Regions from separate parts of the Mus musculus genome. Here all the other regions are linked to region 1. The links are chromatin contacts, called in public Hi-C and Micro-C maps. All regions are on one chromosome and are shown on one strand. The core of a region is the stretch at or near the end of the contact, and the rest is flanking DNA. Distances in the headings are between cores, read along the strand shown.

What was found. A called contact is a pair of places that touch in the nucleus more often than the background predicts.
Region 2: a contact with region 1 is called in a Micro-C map of embryonic stem cells, with 2.6 times the contacts expected there. The contact joins the promoter of C1qtnf4 here to the enhancer-like site in region 1. A contact is called at or near these places in 11 of 39 promoter capture datasets (the C10 cell line, the HPC-7 cell line, cranial neural crest and 7 more) and 2 of 484 Hi-C or Micro-C datasets (both in embryonic stem cells).
Region 3: a contact with region 1 is called in a Hi-C map of the G1E-ER4 cell line, with 2.6 times the contacts expected there. The contact joins two enhancer-like sites. A contact is called at or near these places in 8 of 39 promoter capture datasets (the 3T3-L1 cell line, the C10 cell line, the HPC-7 cell line and 4 more), 1 of 15 datasets of contacts at CTCF or cohesin (pro-B cells), 7 of 484 Hi-C or Micro-C datasets (the G1E-ER4 cell line, the N1E-115 cell line, centroblasts and 3 more) and 1 of 9 other capture datasets (pancreatic islet).
Region 4: a Micro-C map of the G1E-ER4 cell line shows a contact between it and region 1. The contact joins the promoter of Mtch2 here to the enhancer-like site in region 1. A contact is called at or near these places in 5 of 39 promoter capture datasets (the C10 cell line, cranial neural crest, frontonasal cranial neural crest and 2 more), 1 of 15 datasets of contacts at CTCF or cohesin (pro-B cells), 10 of 484 Hi-C or Micro-C datasets (CD4 T cells, CD8 T cells, the G1E-ER4 cell line and 5 more), 7 of 115 datasets of contacts at active chromatin or transcription factors (the 230-238 cell line, the SCID.adh cell line, embryonic stem cells and 2 more) and 1 of 9 other capture datasets (liver).
Region 5: a Hi-C map of the 63-12 cell line shows a contact between it and region 1, with 2.7 times the contacts expected there. The contact joins the promoter of Agbl2 here to the enhancer-like site in region 1. A contact is called at or near these places in 8 of 39 promoter capture datasets (the 3T3-L1 cell line, the HPC-7 cell line, cranial neural crest and 5 more), 1 of 15 datasets of contacts at CTCF or cohesin (pro-B cells), 6 of 484 Hi-C or Micro-C datasets (the 63-12 cell line, B cells, the G1E-ER4 cell line and 2 more), 1 of 115 datasets of contacts at active chromatin or transcription factors (embryonic stem cells) and 3 of 9 other capture datasets (adipose tissue, embryonic stem cells and liver).

Annotation. Positions count from the first base shown.
Region 1 is chr2:90,473,620-90,476,364 of GRCm38.p6, forward strand. Ptprj (protein tyrosine phosphatase, receptor type, J) reads right to left here. Exons shown (of 24, transcript NM_008982.6): 2 at 1,352-1,370. Among named protein-coding and RNA genes, the nearest start is that of Olfr1274, 74 kb to the left of the region's middle. Within about 2 kb of position 1,407, at least 241 of the 459 cell types and tissues checked have an H3K27ac peak or open chromatin away from gene starts, as enhancers often do. A contact at or near this core is called in the 230-238 cell line, the 63-12 cell line, B cells and 15 more, where this site is marked.
Region 2 is chr2:90,884,431-90,887,175 of GRCm38.p6, forward strand. C1qtnf4 (C1q and tumor necrosis factor related protein 4) reads left to right here and starts at 1,356. Exons shown (of 2, transcript NM_026161.3): 1 at 1,356-1,573.
Region 3 is chr2:90,865,756-90,868,500 of GRCm38.p6, forward strand. Mtch2 (mitochondrial carrier 2) reads left to right here. Exons shown (of 13, transcript NM_019758.3): 13 at 1-1,055. Among named protein-coding and RNA genes, the nearest start is that of C1qtnf4, 19 kb to the right of the region's middle. Within about 2 kb of position 1,421, at least 23 of the 459 cell types and tissues checked have an H3K27ac peak or open chromatin away from gene starts, as enhancers often do. A contact at or near this core is called in the G1E-ER4 cell line, where this site is marked.
Region 4 is chr2:90,845,780-90,848,524 of GRCm38.p6, forward strand. It overlaps Mtch2 (mitochondrial carrier 2), which reads left to right and starts at 1,376. Exons shown (of 13, transcript NM_019758.3): 1 at 1,376-1,606. The coding sequence starts at 1,520.
Region 5 is chr2:90,781,368-90,784,112 of GRCm38.p6, forward strand. Agbl2 (ATP/GTP binding protein-like 2) reads left to right here and starts at 1,360. Exons shown (of 18, transcript NM_178755.4): 1 at 1,360-1,393; 2 at 2,209-2,306; 3 at 2,619-2,745. The coding sequence starts at 2,659.

The DNA of each region.
Region 1 (2,745 bases), core at 157-2,656:
AGCTATTCTCCAACTTATCTACCAGGCTGGCTCACGGGAGAGACAGTGCCTGCCTGTGTGGGCACCCCACTGTCTGTGAAAGTTCTGCATAATTACTGCTATTAACAAAGATTTGCCTTATTAGAGGGGTTCAGCAAGCTCTGCCCTCCTTGGGGAGACCAAGCCAATCATTTTATCTCAATGAGTCCTAGGCTTTGGGTTGTTTTTTGGTTGGTTGGTTTGGTTCGGTTTGGCTTTGCTGGAAAAGAAAAAAAAAGTCCTGAATTTTAGGGGCAAAAAATGCTACCATTTTTTTCCCAAAAATATACCTTTTTTTAAAGTAGTAACTACTATTATCCTCCTACAGAAACAGTAAGGTCTTGATCCCAGAACAGTGCTTTCAGCTGGATGTATTTAGCTATATAAACCATCGTCACCATAATATTAGGCAGGCATCTGTATTTATCTTGTCTTCCTACAGACCAGGAAAAGTACCCAGCTCCAACTGGGACTCAGGCCTCCACACAGCACTGGAGGGCCAAGAGGAAAGGAACTTTGTATAACTTACCTTTCAAAGGATGCCAGAACTTCATATGTATCGGGCAAGTACGCAACCATGAGCTATAGACTCACTCCCAGGCTGACACGCAAAATCAAAAAATATAGGAGGCTATCTCTGCTTTCCAAGAATTTCTATAATCCCACAACACCATATTGTAAGTGTAGTAAAACAGCAACATAAGAAAGTGCTTGCAAAATAATACATATCACATAAAATAGAAATATTCAGTATTACAGTTTCAGTATATTTATCTCACACATGGGTGTGGGCTGGTGAAAGAAAATCACAAGAAATCCAATGATTTTATGAGCTGGTGGTTTAACTATGTCCCCCAGGAAGCCCCCAAACTCCCTAGCTCAAAAGAATCTGCTGACGTAGACTCCCGAGGAACTGGGAATACAGTGCTATATCACCGTCATTCAGTTGAGAAAACAAAGAATTTTTATAGTTGTGGTTAAACAACTAACTGAATGCTCCTTTCACTTACAGTTTCTATCTTCATTGTATTTTGGGGGGGTTGTTATGTTTCTATATGCATTGATGTTCTGCCTGCATGTCTGTGCAAGGATGCCAGACCCTCTGGAACTTGAGTTACAGACAGTTGTGAGCCACCGCTGGGAATCGAACTCAGGTCCCCTGGAAGAGAGGCTAGTGCTCTTAACCACTGAGCCATCTCTCCAACCCCATAAGTGGATTCTTGTTATCTTTTTTTCCTGTGATTTTTTCCCCCCATGTTAGCCATTAATGCAACTGTGTCCACTAGGGGGCAGTAGCAAACAACACAAGAATGGAAAGGAGCAAGGTACTCACCCGCACCTGCGCACAGGACCTGTAACGGAAAAGAAAAGGGAAGTCAGCAGATCCATTCAACCGTGAAAATGCAAATCAGAAGCAGAGCAGTTGGGGGTGGGTATCGAGTGCACGGGAGGCAGACGGCCATGGAGAGGGCGTCCTGGGGCTGTAAATACAGGGAAAGAGCAAGTCAACTATACAAAAGATTAACTGGGTTCACTGAGGCCATGGGGCTGCTGACTACATAAACCCAGTGTTTTTCACAGCTCCGCAAGCCAGTGCTCCCTCCTGCCCCTGGGAGGTGAACTGCCTTACAGAGAATACAAAAGGAAATGCAGGCCACAAGCTCTTCCCTTTAGCCATGTCCAGGGCCAGCCTACTGTTAAAGCCATGGCTGAAGTGCAGTCAATAGGTTTGTAATCTCTCACTATACAATAGTAACCTTCTTTAGTCTATCAGTAGAGGGCAATCAGTTTCTAATTATCTGGTATATAGCTTTGGGAAGGAGCAGAATGTGAGGCCTTACAGATTTAGTTGGCAATGTTAGTCTTTCGTTTGGGAGCCAGGGAGTCCCTTCGGCGGTTCTCACTATCATCCATACCATACATTATTTCCCCAAAGCCTAATGTAATTCAAGGTCGCAAATCCCATTGTCTCTTAAATACATGCTTTTGGTAATTGGAATTTCCAAAGTATGGTGACTGAGAAAAAGAAAATAACCAAAAGAAGGGAAAATGCCCCACAATTCCCTACTGCCCTCAGATTAAAAATCCACCCTTAAGTACCCAGCAGGCTCCTCTAGTCTTGGTGACACTCGTATTCTTGAAGCTGATTTCCCCTTAGGACATTTAAACATATATTCCCTCTTGCAAAATCAGTGCCCCAAAACTTATTTTCTAGGGCCTGCCCAAAAAGGCCACCCCTTCAGAAGTCTCTTCTATAACCAGCCAGGAAAACTAAACCACCCTCACTCCTTCACCACTGTTTCCTCCACAGGAGCAGAAACACTGTGCATACAGTAGGTGCTCAATAAGTGTCACAGAAAAGAACCAATTAGCTGAGATGGAACGGAATCCCCAAGGTCCCCCAAAACTTTCTACCATCTCCTCTCTCAAGCTTAACCTTTCTTAGCTCATCTGAGCCAGGCAATATGTCAACAACACAGTCTAGGATGGACCCAAGGGGAGGGGGAGAACACAAGAGGCCATGCCAGCACAAGGAAGCAAGTGTATTTTGCCCAGTTCAACTACAAAACCATCACTCTTTAGGATGGTGGCTTCTGGCACCTGCCCATAGTACCCGCCTTGGTATCAATACAGCGTTGCCCCTCCTGGAATCCATTCATCTAAGGACCACCTGAAACCATCCTGCCCTCTAGCTGTTTGCCAAAAATGAGGAAAAGAGACAAGTCT
Region 2 (2,745 bases), core at 106-2,605, 410 kb after region 1:
GGTAGGAGTAAGCAAAGACTACAACTTAGCCTGGGCCCTTTTCTCTGAGCCCTGATGATTCCTAACTTCCTATCTGGTATATCTGTGGCTCTTCCACTCCTAACTACCCCCACACCCACCAGCACCCCATCATGCCTTCCCTGGCCTCTCCCTTCCCAAGGCCCTGCTGGCTGCCATGTTATCTACCCATTACCAGCCCACCCTGATTCCTTTGTTGAGAGTTCTTCCATATTAAGTGTCAAATGTCTTCCAGCCCCAGTTGGGATTCAAATGTCCTGCCTCTCTCCCTCCCACACCTTCCTGCCCTGAATAAGAGGTCCAGTGCCTAAGGAGGACCACAGGTGTCACAGGATGGCTCCTGGCCTTTCCCTGTGGGACTCATCCCACCCTCAGTGCCCTGCCCATTGGAGTGCCCCCCTCCCCAGCTTTCAAGGAGAAGGAGACATTTGTGATCTGGCAAGGGCTAGGCAGGCACTTTGCCTTGTGCCTCCTTGTACCCAACAGCGTGGAGGAACTGCCCAAGCTCATCACTTCTCCATGGGTAATTTATACTCCAGTAACTGGGGCCAGGTATGTGGAGAATTCCAGAAGGAAAGCTCCTGAGGGCCAGGGCTTCTGCGAGCCTGTGAGGGTGAGGGGGGGCGTGGGGCGTGGAGGAGATGCTGATCTCAGCCCCTGAGGTGTTGTTGGACTCCTACGAGTGTGGGCATAGCTCCCCAGAAAGTCCATGCCCCACACGGGGACCTCCTATTGCCCTTCTCAACCTTTTCCGGAAAAGAAAAATTCAGTACGTCCCAAGGATCCTGCACCTTCTTTGTTCTTCTCAGAGGGTCTCAAGCTGATGTGCTGATGTCTGCAGCTTTGTCCTTCCTCCAGCCTTGCTAGCACACGCACGAGGTGCAGGGGGAGGGGCATTTGCAGACTCAGAAGTGAGGAAGGAAAAGTGGGGCATTTTCACCTCTTACTTTACTAAGGACATTGACCCATTTATCATTCTCTTCCCTCAGACCTTCCCCCCAAGGCCACTCAGCGTGGACATCTGTCCCATACAAAATCTCACCTCCTACTGTCCTTGCTTGCAGCACAGTCCATGCCTTGCCCGAGTCCTCTCTCCCCACACAAACCAGAAAGCTGGTCTGTAGGATGCCTTGGGCCACCCTAGGGTGGCCTCTCTAGCGGCCTCGGTTTCCCCACCTGCTAACTTGGATCAATGACGCCTGAGCGCGGCACCCGGTGGGTAACGCTCAGGATCCAGGAATGAGGAAGGGTCCCATGCTCAGCGCAGGCTCGGTGCGGTGCCCCAGGCCCAACTGCTCGGCGCCCCTCCCTCGTCCTCCGCTCTCCCCTCCGCCTCCCCTGCTCCCCGCCCTTGCGTTTCTCCGCTTCAGCTTCTGCTGTCCTTCCCACTTGCTCACGCCTCCCTTGCCGGGGTCCCCACTCGTCGCCGGCTAAACCCCCGCCACCCCTGGAGGCCCGGTCAAGCCGCAGCGCGGGCGACCAGTGTGTAGCCCGGCGTCCTCACCGAGCAGGATAGCCGGCTGGGACCGAAGCCGACCCGCCCGCCACCAGCCAGGTGAGGGCAGCCCGGAGGAGGCGGGGGCGCAGGCTTCTCTTCTATGCGAGCGGGGGCGGCGGGAGGCACGAGGGACCCGGTCCCTTTTCCTGGAAAGGAGGACCTGGGCGCTTTTTCATGAAAGAGGCTCAGGGGCTTTTACTTCAGAGGGAGGGGTGGAGGGCAGGGATAATGGAAAAGGGGCTTGCGGGGACCCCTTAATGGGGCATTTTTCCCCACGAGAAGGGACTTATTGACTGCTTCTGTAAAAGTGGGGCTCACATTCTTGGAAGGATGCGGACTTTCAAGGAAGATACAGGGGGGTTCTGGCACGGTTTGAAAGCAGTGTTAACTGGGATATGGGAACAAGGCGCTAGGGGCTTGGAGATGCCCTTAGTCTGACATCGCTGCACCTTCTCCATTGGTTCTATGGCTCTGGGTCTATCCAGCTCTGTCCCAGTTTTCCTCTTTGAAGATGACTATTTTTGAGCTTCACCTGGACAGAGCTTTGTGCAGCCATTTCCTTTCCTGGAGCTCTGAGACCCACCTGACGCCTTACCATCCTCCTCTGACCTGCTGGGGAATGGGATTGTTAGAGGAAAGGATCCAGGGTTCAGGGGCATGTGCAGTGGAGTACGGAAGGTAGGAAGGGTATTGGACACACAAGAACCTTTGGCACTGGTGGGTTCATCTGACTTAGAGGGGAGGTGGCAAAGGATAAGGTGGGCAGGAGCTTCGAGCGAAGACCTGCCAGGAAAGCTGCCGGGCAGAGGGAGAGCTCCCACCTCTCAGCAAACAAATGACAGAGGCTGTGCTTGCCTTTGTTTGCTTCCTCCTTCGCTCCCTTGTCTCTTCTGGTTTTGCAAAAGGGGTCACTGAGGCGGGAAACACATTGACCTTTGTGTAAGAGGGAGAGCTGGTAGAGAAGCGCACTGATTTGAAATGGAAAAAAAGAACAAACCCTCTGTTTAAGGCTAAGAGTTCAGTGGATGACCTTGAGCCAAAACGTGTACCCCTCGTTTAGGCACCAGATTTCTCATCCATAAAATGGAAGAGGGCTTATCTATATGTCCAAAAGAGCTTTGTATGAAGAAACAGAGTGGACCGGACACTTCTCAGGTGTAGTTCTCACTACTATGGATGGACCCTTTCCCTCCTCCCTACCCTCACCCCATAACCCATAGGACAGAGAG
Region 3 (2,745 bases), core at 171-2,670, 390 kb after region 1:
TCAGTGCTGCTGAGTTACTGTAGATTTCTGCCTTCTGTTCCTACAGAAGGGAAAGGCATCACCACCACCAAGAAGAAGGTCAGGTACAGAGGCTTAAGGAAGCTTTGGGAAGGAAGGGAGTATGATGGCCTTTCACTCCAAAGAAGCTCCTAGCCTCGTGTAGCACGAGAAGCAAGCACTGCAGCACACACAGCAGCACCCCGAGTGCTCAGTGCCCACAGCCTCCAAGGTCTGGCCTCACCGCGGCTCCCATTGCCTATAAGCTTCTGCTCCTAAGCGTTTGTTTCCTTCTTGTTACTGCAGAAGGTGAGTAGTTTGGGTCTTATTTCTGATGACACCCTTGAAAGTGTAACTCCTTATCTGATGACGTGGACCAAAGTCCACATGGTTCTTAGGATATTGTCCAGCTCAAATGTCAGACCCTCAGTTAGGCATGTAAAAAACACTTAATGAAGGCAAAATCACTTTAGAAGGAAAATTTTCAACTCAAGCATTGAGCTCCTTCCTATTCACTCAGGCCTTTCAATGGCAGTTAAAATGCTCATAAGATGAGAAAGCCCTGTGGTGTCGATTCCTGATACTTTGCCAAATGAGTAAGCACTGACTTTGCTGCTTTTAGACTTCTGTCAATGCAGCAGAGGCCATGATGTTAGGTAGTGTGAGCGCGCAGGGTCTTCTCCCACTCAGGGTTAGGGATGCGACCAGAAGCTCATGAGTAGCTTAGTTTGAAATGTCTTTGATGTCAAAAGTACTTTGTCTCAAAAGTAATGTAAATTTTATATTCTATTCATTATTATCTGCATCTGTTTTAATATAAAATGTGTTTTGCATTACCTACTCTTTTCTCCCAGAAAAAAAGTCAAGTAAAGATGATGTAGGAAAATGCACCATGCTTAGCCTGCTGCTTCTGTACACATATACGCTCCCCGGTTCTGAGCACCGCTGGCTGTGAGAACCTGTCCACCACCAGAGGGCAGCAGAACTTTGGTTGTGCCTGTGCATCTGGCCTGCTGAATGGTCTAGGATTGCTCAGTGAAAATTAAAAGTCTTATTTCTAGAGGTGTGACTTAGTGGTAGAGCACTTACCTAACAGAAGCTGGTAACTGGGTTCTAACTGCAGATCAGAAAAAATGGGGGCAGTGATACAAACTCAAAACCAGGGGGATACAGGCAGGAAGGTCAGGAGTTCACAGATCATCCATGACATAGCAAGTTTGAAGCTAACTTAGATTACATAAAGATGCTATATCAAAAAGCAGATACTAGCTGAGTGTGGTGGCACATGCCTTTAATCCCAGCACTTGGAAGGAAGAGGCAGGCAGATTTACATAGTGAGCTATAGACCAACTAAAGTTACATATTGAGAACCTGTCTCAGAAATGAGTCCTGTTCCTGTCTATAATCCTGACAGTTTAGGAGGTTGAAGCATAGAGGATCACAGCCTGAGGTCAGTCTGAGTTATGTAGACTCTGTCTCAAACAGTCACAATGCCTCATGGCTGAAATGCCAGCACCAAAGAAGGCTAAGAGGAGAATTGCAGTTGAGTTCTTGGTCTCTAGCACTTTCTCTAGATTGTTTTACTGGTCTGCAGTGTTCTGTTGTGAGATAAGCTCTCAAAATAATAGCTTAGTTGTCTTTGACTTTCTGATATTCCCAAGGGTTGGAATCAGCCTGGCCACAGCTGGTTTTAAAATGACCTAGCTTAGTTTAGCTGAGGCAGGGTCTTTCTGTGTGGCCCATGCTGGCCTCAGCCTCCATTTGCTGGGATTATAGTTTGACAGTGCTCAGCTCCCTATTGGGCTTTCTAGAAGAACTAGCTGGAGTGGGCTGGGTGGGGCAACACCAACAGTTAAGAAGGCTCACAGTTGCAGGGGACCTGAGTTCCCTTTGCCAGCACTCAGACTAGGTGGCTCAAAGCTCTCTTAACTCCAGTCCAGAGCCTCTGCCCTCAAACTTAAGACATCATCCCCCTCTGCCTCTAGAATGTTGGAATTAGTGGTGTTTGCCACCTGGCCCATTTCTTTATTTCTTTTTTTAAAGACTATATTTCTAGGGGAGATAAGAACTTGACCTTCCATTAGTTGTGCTTACATGAGTTTTGAGAAATCTTAAGGGCCTAGTAGTGTGTGTGTGTGTGTGTGTGTGTGTGTGTGTGTGTGTGTGTGTGTGTGTTTGTATGTGTGTGTTAAAAGTCTGCTCACGGGCTGGAGAGATGGCTCAGTGGTTAAGAGCATCGACTGCTCTTCCGAAGGTCTTGAGTTCAAATCCCAGCAACCACATGGTGGCTCACAACCATCCATAATTAGATCTGACGCCCTCTTCTGGTGCGTCTGAAGACAGCTACAGTGTACTTAGATATAATAATAAATAAATCTTAAAAAAAACAAGTCTGCTCACACTAACCTAGCCTACCACTGTCTCACGGCCATGTCTCAGAAGTGACAGGGTCCAAAATCACTTGTCTACAACCATTTAAGTACGATTTGTATTAAAACATCTGCTCTGGAACAAACTTGCCACAACCCTGAAGAACATCTTCAAATAGATCCTGATAGTTACAGGGAAATCCGGGCAGAGGACAGACTTGGAGGACAGCAAGACAAAGCAGTTATATAAGAGCAGGGTCGTGAGGGTACAAACTGACACTAAGCCTCCAACTCTCCAATTGAAACTATGTGGCACCAACCTCTACCTCAGAAAGGCAGCCAAAAGAGTTCCCTAGAAAAGCCAGGTTTCCATGGCAAA
Region 4 (2,745 bases), core at 126-2,625, 370 kb after region 1:
ATAAAAAGCTACCATTTACTATTGCATTTTTGTTGTGTATGCCAGGCTAGGTCCATATTGCTTTGAGATAATGTTTTGAAGTGGATATTATTATACTTATTTGCTTAAAAGTTTTGAAGAGTTGGGATGACCTATATAAGGTCACACTGTAACTGGCAGAGGTAGACTTTGGATGAGGCCCATTGGACTTCAAAGCCCGTGTGCCTGACCTACAAACTGCCTCCCAATATCAGCTAGTTCTGGGCTGAATAGAAGGCCATATTAGGACTAACTTCTGTATTTCAGCCAATTTCTCAAAAACTCCATATATACAGTTTCACTTAATGTTCATAAAAATACACTGAGTTAGTTGCATTGTCCTTATATTTAGATACAAACACTAAAAAATTTAAAAAGGAAAGTGACACATGGATCCAAAAGGAAAGCCAGATTCCAAACTCGGTTCCTTGTTCATTCTCAGCAGTACACACTAAGTGCTTGCACTAAGTGGTGTCTGCTACAGAACAAAGGGGCCAGAGCTGGAGCAATGCCTTTTCTTCATTTTGCCTCTAACAGCCTGGGTAGCCCGATTGGCACTGAGCTTTAATAAATCTTGAGCACTGGTACATGCCAGGCACTGGGGGAAAATAGTGTACAAAGGCCATCTCGGTTCCTGAACCCAGAGTTGACACTCTCAACTGTCAAAGACAATTTCCCAGTGACAGGTGTCACAAGGCAACGGGTAGGAAATACGGATAAAATGGATTTCGAGTAGTCAGAGAAGACATGAAAAAAAAATTTTTTTTTTTGGTCAGTATGTCACCATGTAACCCTGGTTTACCGGGTATCCAGTTTGTAAACCAGATTAGCCTTGAACTCACATATCCACATTCCTCTGCCTCCCAAGTGCTGGATTAAGGGTCTGTGCCGCCACATCTGACCCCGAGGGGGCACATTTTGTTGTAGTTGCTTTTTCTTTCCAGTACTGAGGACTGAAAGCAAGGATGTCGGGAAGTGCTCTACCACTGAGCTAATGGTAAACGCAAAATCAGGGACCTGCAGAATTCACTGTTAAGCCAGACAGGATCTGTTGTTCATTAGACATGACAACTCTAACGGAAAACAACCATCAAACTTTACGTCGTCAAAGCCTGAAAGAGGATAGGAGTATAACTCAGTTCTTCCAGTTGTTAGTCCGCTGACCTTGCCTTTGCCGTCAGGGTCACCCCACCACCACCCCATCATTACCATTCCCTCCCTACTCCTTCCGGACACTTCCGGCTTGCGCAGGCGCAAGAGAAATCGCCTTTCCTAGAGGCGCGAGGAGCCCACGCCCAGACGCATGCGCGTCCCTCCCACAAGCCCCGCCCCAGGCGGCCCCTCGCGAGCGCCTGCCGTTTCTTTGGGCGGGCCGGTGGGCGGAGCCTAAGCGGGCGGCGCGCCGCGGGCGGGCCAGTGAAGCCGGCGCCCCCGACACGTGATCTGGAACCGGCTGTGTCGCTTGGTGACTCCGTCTGTCCGTCCGTCCGCGGGTGCCATCATGGCGGACGCGGCCAGTCAGGTGCTCCTGGGCTCCGGTCTCACCATCCTGTCCCAGCCGCTCATGTACGTGAAAGTGCTCATCCAGGTATGAGTCGTCGCCCTTTCCTTCCCCGCCCGCGTCCTGTCAGGTCGCCACCGCCCTCTGCGCCTTTGGGTTGGCTCTGCGTCCCAGGCCTTCACCCTCTCGAGATGCTGCCCTTCTCTCCCCTCAGGAACAACTTCCACGGCCTCGCGCCCCTCTCGGAGACATCCCGAGGCTCGCCCCGGGCAGGCCGGCTCCCTTTCTGCAGCCAACTGCCACCCTTGCCTTCCCTGGCCGGTGACTCTTCTCAACTTTGTTTTTCCTTTCCCTGATCCTGGCCGGTTGCCACCGAGGGCTTCCCAACCCTTTTCTTGTCGCCCCTCTGATACTGGCGTTCACCTCACCTCGTTCACTCCTCCTCAGCGAAATATCTCAAACTCGAGACGTGAAATAACTCATCTATGGGCAAATTTAAAATTCTAGGAAAGCCAACATCTTATTGTTCTTACTCGGTTTTTCTATTTGCTGTTTCTACTTCTATTCCCGTTCAGAGATTTTAACACCAGATACCCGGATATACACAAGGAGCGCATTGAGAAGTGATAATGAAATCAGATTTCCTGAGGATCCATTGAGCGCTTTCACAGTAACCCATGTGGTTCATGACAATGAAAATCACGTTGGTTAGAGCTGGAAATCAGTTCTGTTTAAACACTTTAGCGAGTTTAAATGTAACATCAAACCCCGGATGTCTCTCTTGCCTCCCTTGCCAATCTGCTATAAAATATTTCTAAAGTGGTCATTTATATTCATGGGTAAGGAGGCCTACTTTTAGCTGGTGATAGTATTTTCAATTGCTCTTCTAACTTTCCCTGTGCTGATCAGGGCCATTTTTAAGCATTTATTGAGGATTGCCATACCTCATGCATTGTGTGTCCTGGAAGGAAGCAGGCTTTAGAATCCCTGTCCTCAATGTTTACCATTCTGAAAAGAGAAAAAAAAAAAAGCAAGACTCTAGAATGGACTTCATTTTTAAATTGTTCTTCATACAAATTGTTGCTAAGTTGACTAATATAAGTGTAGATGTTGAAGCGCAGAGTGAAATCTGTGTCTAGAACAGAATTGACAGTATTTCGCAGTACACGTATGAACTCACTACTCAATAGTTCTCAAAGAACAGTGATTTTAGTGACATTCAGTGT
Region 5 (2,745 bases), core at 110-2,609, 310 kb after region 1:
TTTACATATATGGATGTTTTGTCTGCATATACATCTATCTACACCAGAAGAGGGATCCCATAGGACTATAGTTGTGAGGCACCAGGTGGATGCTAGGATTTGAATTCAGGAAGTGCAGCCAGTGCTCTTTGCCTCTGAGTCATCTCTTCAGCTCTGAGGTTTGCCCTTAAAATAGCACATCTTTACTTTTAGACAATAGGGTCATTTAGTCGATGGAGACTCACACAAGTCCTTGAACAAGTCTCAAGTAACAGTGGGGCTCAGCTCTGAAAGCTCTTCCAGATGATCCAAATTTGGTTTCCAGCGTCCACAAGACCACATCGGGTCTCCCACTCTAGGGAGACCTCTGACCTCAGTGGGCGGGCACCTGCACTCACAACAAGCACACGGATTAAAACAATGTTTAAAAATCAAGGCTGGGGGGCTGGTGAGATGGCTCAGTGGGTAAGAGCACCCGACTGCTCTTCCGAAGGTCCAGAGTTCAAATCCCAGCAACCACATGGTGGCTCACAACCATCCGTAACGAGATCTGACTCCCTCTTCTGGAGTGTCTGACTTACATATAATAATAAATAAATCTTTAAAAAAAAAAAAACAAGGCTGGCTAGATAGTCTAGAAGGTTTGTGTTTGCCTGGCACTTGAAACTCATGCAAAGGCAGAAGGGAAGAACTGACTCCATAAAGTGTACACATGTTCCCCTGCTCATCCTGCACATGCAAACAAGAGTGAAGGGGAGGCGGCTGGTGAGGTTGTTCAGGGGCTAAAAGCACTTGCTCTTTGAGCAGCACCCACTTAGCAATTCAAACAGCTCACAACTGCAGGTAACTAGCTCCCTAGGGATCTGAAACCTAGCCTCCAGGTGAACACACACACACACACACACACACACATTTTTTTAAAAAGGAATAATTACTATTTTAAACCAAATCAAGACAAGGCAGGGATGGGGGAAGGACATTTTACGTTTGTCAAAGGGAGAAGAAATGAAGTAAACTAGAATGAACCTGATTCCTTCTCTCTAGGACTGACCTCGTGTTCTCCTAGTGTATCTGCTCTTTTTAAATAACTCTTGGCTGCTTGCTACATACAGTTCTAACCCTCACCAGCCCCCAAAGGAATAGAAGCTTCAGGCCCTTGAACAAAGTAAATTACCTTTACAACTACCGAAAGTAGAAATATGAAGGCCCTCGGCACTGTTCTACTCATCAGTCCCCAGACTGTGTCTGTAAAGTTTGAGATGAAATTTGAATCAGTAAACCGTTGGAATGTGAAACGCAAGTTGCCTGACATCCCAAGGCTCGCAGCTTACAGATGAGGGCGGGGTCCTGCCCTCCTTCCGCTTCTGGCTCCCGGTTGCTAGGCTCCCAGGGTCCTCGCAGAAAACTCCAGCAGGTGAGCTGAGGGACTGGGCCTGCGAAGGAGCGCCCTAGCTGGCAGGGGACAAGCAGGGGATCCCAGGCAGGAAGGGAGTGAGAGGACAGGAAGTGCAGGGGGGCGAGGAGAGTGCCGGGGGGGGGGGGCGGAATGGGGAGAGGGGGGCAGAGGGCGAGGAGGGCAGGGGGCAAGGAGCTTTGGGACGGACAGGACTCCAGGCTGGCCTCTGCAGAAAGAGTGAGAGTGGAGAGATGGAGAAGCTCCTGCAGCGTCCACCCGGCCTGGGGACCAGCTGCGGGGAAGGGGTAGCCAGGCAGCGCGGTGTCACCCCGCGGGCTCCGGTGGAAACTTCTGCTCTGTCCTTCCTTGGGCTTGCCTCTGGGCAGTCCACACTCCGAGGCAGGGCGCTCAGAACTGAACGTTTCCAGGGCTCTCGCTTCCGACCCCTGACCTTTCCTTTTCAACTGCTCTGAGGCGACTCTGCGCGTGCCCCCAACCCGGTTCCTTTCCCTTTTCTGCGGCGTCCTGGTGTTGGGCATCTGTTCTCAGCGTAAACTAAGCATGGGGCCAATGAGGCTCCTGGTGAATCTAGTGGACCAGGCGTGGGGACACGCAGAGCGCCCCAGCTCCTCAGGTGTGTGCTGGCAACCACCATCCTCTCCTTTCGTAAGACGCCGGCTTGGCAAGAGTTTAACCCCCGAGTGGTTGTGGGTGTGAAAGGGCAGGGTCTGCAGATTTGGTGTTATTTGTTGGCGGTGGTGGTTGGTTAGGTTTCTTTTCACTTTTCCTACGGGGATTTGTAACTTCTGTGTAATCAGCTGTTTGGAAATCAGGCAGATATTGCAGCTGGGTACGGTGCTACTAACTCGCCTACATCATACTATGCGGCAGTAACATGTTCCCGGCGTTGGAAACAGAACTAAAGCCGGAGGTTGGTACACTCTTTTTCCGATAACTTCGCAGAAACCCAATCCAAGGTCAGAAGGTTCACTGTGGTGGCATGCTGGTCCAGCTGGAGGTATATTTGGGGCGGCGGAAGGATGGGCTTTTTAGCCCCGGTTGGCATGGAACTCACTCTGTTGCCCGGACTACCCTTGAACTTGAGTTCTCCTCCTACCTCTGCTTCCCTGGTGCTGGGAGTACTAGTGTTTGCCACCAGACCTGTTGGAGATTATGATTCCCAAAATAGAATAATTCACTATTTGCCTGGCGTTTGCTTGTTTTGTTCCCGTATCCTATGCAGCGTGTTTGGTGCTTTTGGTTAAGAAGTCAGTGTCATCTGAATGAATGTCCTGCTTGAGATGGCTTTTCTTTCACAGACTCTTCCTGATCCCTATGAGGACTTTATTCACCATCACCTCCAGTATTAT